Linked DNA regions of Zea mays: region 1 is linked to region 2. The links are chromatin contacts, called in public Hi-C maps. All regions are on one chromosome and are shown on one strand. The core of a region is the stretch at or near the end of the contact, and the rest is flanking DNA. Distances in the headings are between cores, read along the strand shown.

Region 1 (5,152 bases), core at 2,387-4,886, 140 kb after region 2:
ATAGGACTATATGAGTATTCAATAGCATGAGACCCATCAGCAGTTAAGTTAGAAGATTGCTGGTGATATTGAGGCATTGCAAACCAAAAACAAACCGTGAAATGTACTCCCTTGGTGAAATGCTTTTGCAGCTCAGCAGAGTAAAGAAAACAAAATAATTTCTAGGCATGGAACCTAGCCCCAGTGGAAAATTGTACACCACCAACTCATTATTTTGAATGCTCCTTAACGGCTCAACATATTTCAATAAAAAAAAGGGTAATGATAGTCCTCAGTTGACGACATCCAGGACCAGCTTTCGGGACTTCAAGACTGACCACCTCATGCGGCGGTAGTAGGCAGCTTGGAGAAGCGCTAGTGATAGTAGAAAGATCCATTTCACTCCCATCTACAATGGATTTTTGAGTGGATTGTGATCAGGATATGGAGTAGCAAATTGAATAGCAATAGAGCAATCTGAGCGATTTAAGTCAAGAGGTTGTTACCAGCTTTCTCTCTTCCATCTCAGGCTCAGCTGCCCACGAAAGGAATGATACGACATCCTTACCCATCTGAGGGAATATGAGTGATCAAACTTTAGTCCTGCCCCACAATTCAAAAGTACAGGAATCAACATGACAGTTAGTTTACCTGGGCTTCAGTTGCAGGTGTACCATCCTCATACTCAACAGCTCCATCATTAAGCATCTTCGGCATGGCTATGGCACCACCAGGGAAGTAGGGATTGTAGTGCAGACCCTCACGAATCTAGGATGCAAATAAACCAAAGTTTTTATGGTTTGATTACGAGATAACAAGAGCCATGGTTTCAAAGGCGACAAGGCAAACCAAGGTGACCTTGGTATGCCTTATCGCCTAGACGATAAGGCGTAACTAGACCCCCAAGGTGAGCTGGGTCTGCCTGGACTCTACGCATCGCCTTTGAAACAGAAGTATAAGGCAAACACAAAAATGCAAGAGTGGAAGATAATACACCCTTTATCAGAATCATGAGAGATTTTGTAGTCAGTATCTATAGGACACGGTTTGACTAGATTCTGGAATCAAAGAATCATCCATGGTATACATACAGATTAAACTAGTGTTGACCTGAGCAATCGTTGCTCATAGAACATAAAGGATTATGCACTGAAACATAATAATCTGCAGTTCAGTGCTTTCAACATACAACATCATTAAAACAAAAAACACAGTGCATGAGTATGATGCAGTGATTTGAAATGTACCATGCATTTTAAGTGATTGTATATCAGGGAAGAAGTTTCTCTTGACCATTTTATAAACAACGATACTGGAGAACACATCATGGAGCTATAAAGCACACCAGATTGAAACAATAAATAAACAGGTACCTGAACACCAGCAGGTGGATCATGATATCCAGTAAGAAGAGCGAAAACATAGTTCTGACCATTGTGCCTTGCCTGAATGATTGCATTGTGAACAGTAAGCCATACGCAATGGAAGATCACAACAGATCACTGCAAAAAATTAGCTGTAATTACCTTTGTGATGAGACTAAGGTCCGGAGGGTATGCACCACCATTAGCAAACCGGGCTGCTTGCTCGTTTGCATAAGGCTGTGGGAAGCGATCGCTCAGTTTACCAGGGCGGGTGAACATTTCACCCTCATCATTAGGACCATCAACTACCTCAATCTCAGCAGCCATTGCCTTTGTTTCCTCTTCAGTATAGGCCACGCCAACCAAATCACGGTATGAAATCAAGGACATGGAGTGACAAGAGGCACAAACTTGCGTGTAAACTTGATGCCCACGCCGAATTCTGTACAATAATATTTTTAAGATAAATTAGAGCACCATACATGAAAACAAGGTACTAACACTTCAATAAGATTTTTTCCTGGTAACAAGACAGCTAAAATTCGACTTCAGCTTTTATTCTTAAATTAGTAGGTGTCATTTAAGAATTAATATACCCTAGTACACCAAAAAAGGTTGTCAATTTCTGTGCACCAATCCATATTTCATAAATAAGGCTTACACAAATTTGTAAACACTCATGTCAATATAAAATAAAGATTCGTGAAAAGAAGAGGATCTGTTGACTTACGATGCGTGATCATACGAGCTCATGATGCCAGCATGTGGCCAGGGATAATCTGGGGCTGCCAAGCCATGCTCAGCTTCATCAGCAGATGCTATTGTAGCAAAACTCAAAAGACCAGAGGCACCAACTCCAAGAAGAGCCAATGCTCTCAGTCCAGCAGACGATTCTTCATGCTTTCCCCGAAATGAGAAAAGCGGCGACGAACCCTGAAGAGCATGATAATGATGTTGAGACAACTGAGACACGCAGAAAAATGGTACTGGTTTAACCAACTCGTAAACATGCTCCAGAAGTAGTAGTTTTGGTTCTGAATGGATGGCGACAGTAAAAAGGGATAAGTAGTCAATGTAGAGCCAACAGAACTTTACAAATTACCATAATGTACGTTATCTGGTTCAAATCTATACAGTAGAAGACAAAACTGAGAAGCAAGAGCCATACAAGAAACACATGCAGCAGTGATTTATCATCACTTGATGGAGAAACTGTAGATTCCAACAACTTAAACATGTTTTCTATGACTTGTTTTTAAGCATAAACAATGGATTTCAGTCATATTCCATATTGTGATGGTGTACCCAAGATGGATATGTAGAAATAAAAATCACATGGTAAGAAGAATGAATATGGATGTACTCTCTCCGTTCTTTTTTATTTGTCGCGGTTTAGTTCAGAAATGAACTAGTGGGCGACAAATATTCAAGAACAGAGGTAGTAATTTAAAGCAACTGGCAAGCAAACAAAAAGTGCACCAAAATACTTACAACAGACTGGTTGTAGAGAGTTCTCTTCAGGAGCTGGTTAATGCCCCTTGCGGCAGCCATTGAGGATTCTGCAAATTCCAGTACGAGGACTTATTAGTTACATGACGAAGTGGTTTTGATACAATAACTAGCAGGACCTCGTTTCACTCCCATTGACAGAGTGACAATAGTCGACCATTCTAGTGACATCACTTGAAACAAAATCACATTATCACGAGAACAAAATCAAAGGTTGTGTTGCTAATTTCGTCACCCAAACCCGCAACAGATTAAAAAGGCTAGATTTTGCGTTCTAGTGATCATAGACAACGAGGAAATGGCTCTGCAGAACACAACTAGCAATCTAACGCGTCCTAACGAGCAAAACAAAAGGAAGCAAACAGAAATGGTCTCAACTTGGTGTGGACGAATCTCCAGCCCGGTGAAATCCAGACGGACGAGAACGATGCCTCCGGTGATGCACGCGAGGTGAAGTTCCGGATGCCCATGGGACGCTCCAATCGATATGATTCGCACAGATCTAGCCGCCCGATTCCCACGGCCCCAAGAGGCCAATACACGACCCAGGACCAGGAGTCGTCCGCAACTACCGGAGACTAGAGCAGATCACCAGATCGGAGACCCCAGACGCCTGGGACGGGGACAACCAGCAGAAAGCAACGGGAGCAAGGGTCCGAATCAGTTACCTACAGGGTGTGGCGCGGGCGGAGACGCGGAGCTCCGGCGAGCGGCGGCGCGGGGAGAAGGGTCCGGGGGCGTGACCGCGTGAGCGTGAGAGGGCCTTGTGGCGATGCCGATGCCGCGATGCGCCTCGAACTCGGACCCGTCGGGGTGCCGGTCTTTGGGTTTGTCACACTGACACGTGGGGTCGCCTTGCGCCGTGTCTTCCGGACGGGCCAGGTAGGCCCTTGGAGGCCCAAAATGATCGGCTGAATTAGAGGCCCAAATGAATAGGTTGTTTATCTACTTCCCTTCAGAATTGTTCCACATTTAATAAATTTTAATAAATGCACTAGCTGAGTGTCCGTGCGTTGCAACGAGAATAAATAATACCAGTATACTATAATAACTTATATATATAATTTGTGTTATACCGTTATGAGAAAATGTTTCATAATCAATTTGTGATTCTGGTCATACATAAATTTTGTTATTTTAATCTATATGTTTCACCACTACATTGCAACCATCAGTATCATGCAGACTTCGATATATGTCACGATTTGCATGGTCTCATCATTGGAGAGCATGTTCCACACATGCCAGAAGAAATTCCCTCGTACATCGATAATCATGAGACACGTACCACCATACGCTTTTGCTTAAACAAAAAGACAAGTGTGTGTTTTCGAAGAGAATTAAAGGCAAACCGGCACAAAAGCTACCCCAACGGTGGCGAGGATGACGAACTCGAACTGGTTATTGTTGTCGGTCTTCCTCTGTGTCACCTCCGGCGCCAAGATGACGCCACAGTCCTCGATATAGTAGTCGTCGAACGCGCGCGACATACCGCGCGACATACCGAGTATTGATGACTCTTGGCTGAGTTGTAAAACGAAGTGTACCTCTGGTTCATCAGCAAGGTAGTACCCCTGGCTGTTGCACCACCGAATGCGCTACTCCTCTACATACATCATGTTCGAGGACATTCACACAACGTCAGCAACGGCCATTGTTCCAGCGCACAAGAATTCATGGCCGGTCAATAGCGACTTACGTGGCAGGTTGGCTTCAGGTAGACAATGAGTTGGACGATGTGATGGCATCGTCGTCGAATGCGGTGCCCAGAACAACCCGAGAGTCGCCGACGTTGGCGACGACCATGAGGTCCCCTACTTGACCATGGACAGCGCGGAGCAGCCGCTCTGCACCGCGTCCAAGTGACGACAGCGCCGGAGCTTGTCGTACATAGTGGCACATGCGACCACGTAGGACTGTTTCTAGAGGTTGAACTGGCAGTCGCCAAGTTTCTTCTCGTCATCGATGAGCGACCCCAATGCGAGTGTCTCCTGCTAATGGTGTCTGTTCGGGGTTTTCAAGTAAGAAACATGGATTCATGTTTGGCGTTCGTTTATAAAAATGACTCACGAGTCAGAACCATGGAAAAAAATTATACGAAGAATAAATGTCACACATGCAAAAAAGGAATTTAAGTTGAAAAATTATTCAAACAAAAGAAATTGCATGCAAGGCTTTTCTTTAAATACTACTACCTCCATCCAAAAATATAATTCAAGAATCTTGGTGACACTTATCTACTACTACACATTGTGCAAGGGTAGCAGGTGGGCTTGGGGAGAGATGTAGTAGATGTGTTA
Region 2 (4,979 bases), core at 349-2,848:
AGGTCGGTCACCACAGCTCCTCCCAAGCCTTCCATCCAGATTCAGTTCATCCTGGAGGCGATGGCGGCGGAGAAATCCAAAGCAGATGAATGCTGACCATTTTCAGGAGTCGCTTGATCTTCTGTACACTAAGTCACTGAGATGGACTCCAATCAGCAACGTGTGGCGGAGCGGGTGGATCTCAGCGTCCAGGTTTTGAAGCAACTGTTGAAGGATCAACAAACTTTGGCCAAGCAGATGGGGATTACTGGTCAGGCAATTGTTAAGCTAACTTTGGCGCAGTCTGACAAGGATGCGGCCTCCATGCACCACCCTCTTCTCCATTCCACAATCACCCTCCGCTCAAAGAAGCAGCTACTTCGCTCCCCAACCATTTGATGCTTGGTCTGAGTCTTTTTCGTTCAGAACCCCACACTCAGCATCGCCTGTCTTTACCAAAGATGTCCTTTCCTATGTTTGATGGCACAAACCCATGTATCTGGAAGGACAAATGTCAGGATTGTTTTCATCTGTACAACATTCCTGAGTGTGGCATACTGCAGCTTCTCTACATATGGAGGGACATGCAGCTAAGTGGCTGCAAGTGCATAGGAGAACTAAGGGTCTGAGCAACTAGGCTGATTTCATAGCATGTACAAAAAGAATTACATGATCATACACATTGTGAAAACTGAAAAGTGAGAACTAGAATGCAAGTGCATGGAAACAAGAAGTATAATAAACAAGCATCAAGGACCTGAATTCATACAGCCCGTGCAACAACCAGTGCCAACATAGTTGAACATCACTATGCACACAACTGGTAAGCATTATATTGCTCAGATCAAACCATCCGAAATTCTTAATCGCGTTGCAGGGCGAGTTGATATTTGAACAATCAAAATCTCCGAACCTTCATCCCATAAATTGTGAGAATTTGTAATTCGTCCTTAAGCTAGAGGTAGCTGTGGTGCTAAGATGGGTAATGCAATGCTATGGCTAGTTGGCTACCGGCTATTGTCGATGAGATTCCAAGAACTACCCCAAGTCAATTAGGCGACACAATAACGAGTAAGTTCAATCCGCATGGACGCAGGAAAAATGGAGGATCGGTACCAAAATTGGTTCGCACTCACGGGCAGGGCATGGAGACGGAGACGGAGACGGAGGTGAGCAGAGACTAGGGTTGAGGGGACTGACCGAGGCACACGAAGAGGACGGCGAAGGGCTTCGCCTCGGCTGCCGACGCCGCACCCGCCGTGCTCGCTTCCGCAGCCATCCCCTCTGCCGCAGACGCGAATCGGAGGCGAGGGTTTGGAGCGTGGTGGGGACTGGCCACTAGAGCCGCGCCGCGGCAGCCACGCACGTAGCGACGGGTGGCTACAAGTGGAACAAGTGGAGTTGCGCTAGCAGGAGCATTGCGGCACAACCTAATAATTAGCGGGTCGCCTCGGCTTGTCGGGTTCGGAGCCAGCGTGGAGGCCGCGGCGGCGGAGCTGCTCGCTGCCGCGAACGTGGGCGCAAGCGCAACGGCTCCAGGCATGGCCAGGCCAGCACTGTGGCGATGGCTCGCGAGCAGCAGGCGTGGATTGGACGAGGATTCGTGCTGGAACTGGAAGTGAGGCTCGCGAACGAATGGGTCGCGCTCTCGGGCGGCACCACAGCCGCAAGAGACAGGCGCCCGCCCGCCCGCCCGCCAATGCTTTCCCTCCTTTTCCTCACACCTCATTTCATTTCCTTGTTAAATTGAAAAGGATAAAAATCCCAGAATAAATACGCCCTTAAGGAAGAAACACGAGTAAAATGCTGTTCTGGTCCTTAAAATTTTGAGTCATTGTATCATTCTGGTCCATTAACTAATAAAATATATCTTTTAAGGGTGTAGCACTATTTAGTTTCTTGTTATGTTCTAACGGGCCGAATCAGGGGCAGTTGAGCCATTTAGGGTCCCTTTGGTAGCCCGTGATCTCGGAGGATCCCGGCCCATTCTCTGGCCTTGAAATCCCCGAGCCCAATTTCCCTAGGGCAAAAAAGGTGTGTTTGGCGTCCATGCTTCTCAGCCCGATCCACGGGGGACGAGCGATCTTTCGCCCCGGCCTCCTGAGCTCGGGTAGGTTTTCCCTGGCTCAACCTCGTCCTCTTCGTCTCCATCGTGAACGTGAACCAGTAGCTGCCTTAATCTCTCCTTCACATGCGAACCCGTCGCCGCCCACCGAGGTCCGGAATAGCAGGGGCTAAGGAGAAGTCAATAACTTGGCAGGCCACCCTCGGAAAACACCAAATTACTCACCTCCTGTCAAAACATTTGTGTCCATCCAGTAGACATGACCGCACTGATATCTCTCCTCTTTTGCTTGCTTGATTAACACAGGGCCACCCTCCCACGCTCGAGAATATCGAAGGGACCGAAAATCGTCTAAAGTCGACGCACCGGACCAGACCACCCTTCGAATCGACCCTGACCAGGAAATGGAGTGTGCACCGAGGGCCCCTCTCCGGTAAGACCTTGAACTTGTTCATTTCCTTTGGCAGGGACCGAAAAACCCACGACAAGTTAGTCATGAATTCTAGAGTTCTATGGTCGGTTTGCGTAGGGCTCGTGGTCGCTCCGGCGAAAGACGGAGCAAGGGGAAGCCAGTGACTGGCACACTAGCGACGAGGACCCTGACGCATGAAGCGTTAAGGGTGTCATCGACTCGTGTTCGAGTCCTAAGAAGGTCTGACTCAGGATTTATCGCAAAGAGAGGCAGCGAACCGTCGATTCTAGTCGAACGGAATTGACAACTATATGAGTCGGTGTTTGAGAGCATGAGTATGGTCTCTAGCGGACCCCACGCTTGGATCTTATGGAAGGAACCAGGACCTCACTCGAATTACTCGTTTGTATCTCATCGAGCGCCATTGCTAGCCCATCGAGGAAAGTGTGGTTTGCTCACCTCCCCTCATCCCGCGAAGGAGGTGTGTGTGGGAGAGTAGACTAAAAATATGAGACGACCCCCTAGATGGATCTCTGCGTTGAGTAGAGACTCAAGGGCTCACCCTGCACAAGTATGGCAGACGAGTGAAAGCCACACGAAAAGCGCCCCCCTCAAAGAACCCTAGGACAAGCCAAGATTCGGGGGACCCAAAACCCACACACGTCAACAATCCAAATGGGCCACGATAATTAGGTGTCCAAACCAAAACAATCATAAGCAAAGTTATGGAATGTTGTGGATTATCTTCTCCACGAACACCTCCCCTAGTATAGCATTCGTGGTAGCATCGAAGTCATCTGTCAGGTGGTCCAGATCCTTCGCTACCGAACCCTCAGGTAAGCCAATGGCACTGCAGAGGTCACCACCGAAATGTAGTCGTGCTATGGCTATATCCACTATCATGCCTCGATGAACTCAAACTCCACGGCCGGACACGGTCTGAGATATCAAGCAGACGCAAGTCACAGTTCCTACCGTGGGCGCGAAGGAACATTATGGCCTATGTCGTTGTTTTGGGAACTGGGGGTCCTAACCAACAAGTGAATTTGTGTTGTGTGCCCTATCCATACGGGTGATGCAAGAAGACACAAGATTTATCTTGGTTCGGGCAAGAGAAGCCTCTACTTCCAGCGAGGGGGATGAGACTTATATTACCTTGCACCTAGGTACTCATAGTAGGGGATACAAGCTAGTCGATAGAGGGAGCAGGTCCCAAGTCACTAAGTGTGATTGAGGTCAATGCCAATATCAGGAGTGGTGTGAGCGGTGAAGTGTTGTGCTCTCTCTTCCTTTTATAGTCGCAAGGAGGAAACTCAGGCGTACAAGTGTTGTTACGTTATTGTCGTAGTCATCGGAGGTGCGTCCGAGCCTGTAGCAGCATGGTCGGAGAATGACCTTCAAAGGGGGCACGTCTGAGCCTTGTAGCGGCACGGACGGTAGGATGGCCTTGGTACTTTGCGTTGTCTTTTGTGAGATAGAGAACCGAGGCTAAGTCGAGAACACGAGCAAGCGTCCGAGTCCATCCTAAACGAGATGTTTGTCGAGTCATAGTTGCTTAAAACAGTGCTCGGCATGGCAGAAGAGTGAGGTGATCTGGTCCTAACATCATCCGAGATGGCAAAAAGTAGATTAAACATCGGTCTTGTTGTCCTTGTAGCCATCTTGTCCTCTGCGGGGTTGGCGGGAGAACAGGCGGCATCACGCTTTTCTCCGTTGGTGTAGTTGACCGAGGGCGGGCTCGGGCGAGACAGAGATTTGTGAAAGTCGCCTAGAGGGGGGGTGAATAGGGCGAAACTGAAATTTACAAAATTAATCACAACTACAAGCCGGGTTAGCGTTAGAAATATAATCGAGTCCGCGAGAGAGGGTGCAAAACAAATCGCAAGCGAATAAAGAGTGTGACACGCGGATTTGTTTTACCGAGGTTCGGTTCTCGCAAACCTACTCCCGTTGAGGAGGCCACAAAGGCCGGGTCTTTTTCAACCCCTTCCCTCTCTCAAACGGTCCCCGGACCGAGTGAGCTTTCTCTTCTCAAATCAACCGGGAACAAAACTTCCCCGCAAGGACCACCACACAATTAGTGTCTCTTGCCTCGGTTACAAGTGAGTATTGATCTCAAGAAAGAATGAGAAAGAAGAAAGCAATCCAAGCGCAAGAGCTCAAAAGAACACAACAAATCACTCTCACTTATCACTAAAGCTTTTGTGGAATTGGGAGAGGATTTGATCACTTGGGTGTGTCTTGTATTGAATGCCTAGCTCTTGTAAGTAGTTGGAAGGTGGAAAACTTGGATGACTTGAATGTGGGGTGGTTGGGGGTATTTATAACCCCAACCACCAAACTAGCCGTTTGGTGGAGGCTGTCTGTCGCATGGTGCACCGGACAGTCCGGTGCACACCGGACAGTGTCCGGTGCGCCAGCCACGTCACCAGGTCGTTGGGTTCCGACCGTTGGAGCTCTGACTGCTGGGCCCGCCTGGATGTCCGGTGGCACATCGGACATGTACTGTAGAGTGTCCGGTGT

The links. Hi-C and Micro-C count contacts between places; a contact is called where the count stands out from the background.
Region 1: a contact with region 2 is called in a Hi-C map of ear, with 1.8 times the contacts expected there. The contact joins the promoter of LOC100194151 here to the promoter of LOC100283495 in region 2. A contact is called at or near these places in 4 of 25 Hi-C or Micro-C datasets (ear, leaf and tassel).

What each region holds. Positions count from the first base shown.
Region 1 is chr1:210,021,158-210,026,309 of Zm-B73-REFERENCE-NAM-5.0, forward strand. LOC100194151 (cytochrome c1, heme protein) reads right to left here and starts at 3,637. Exons shown (of 8, transcript NM_001139201.1): 1 at 3,521-3,637; 2 at 2,835-2,902; 3 at 2,074-2,276; 4 at 1,506-1,785; 5 at 1,353-1,424; 6 at 631-747; 7 at 486-551; 8 at 1-388. The coding sequence starts at 2,894. The coding sequence ends at 272.
Region 2 is chr1:209,879,733-209,884,711 of Zm-B73-REFERENCE-NAM-5.0, forward strand. It overlaps LOC100283495 (low molecular weight protein-tyrosine-phosphatase slr0328), which reads right to left and starts at 1,599. Exons shown (of 6, transcript NM_001156395.1): 1 at 1,180-1,599. The coding sequence starts at 1,522.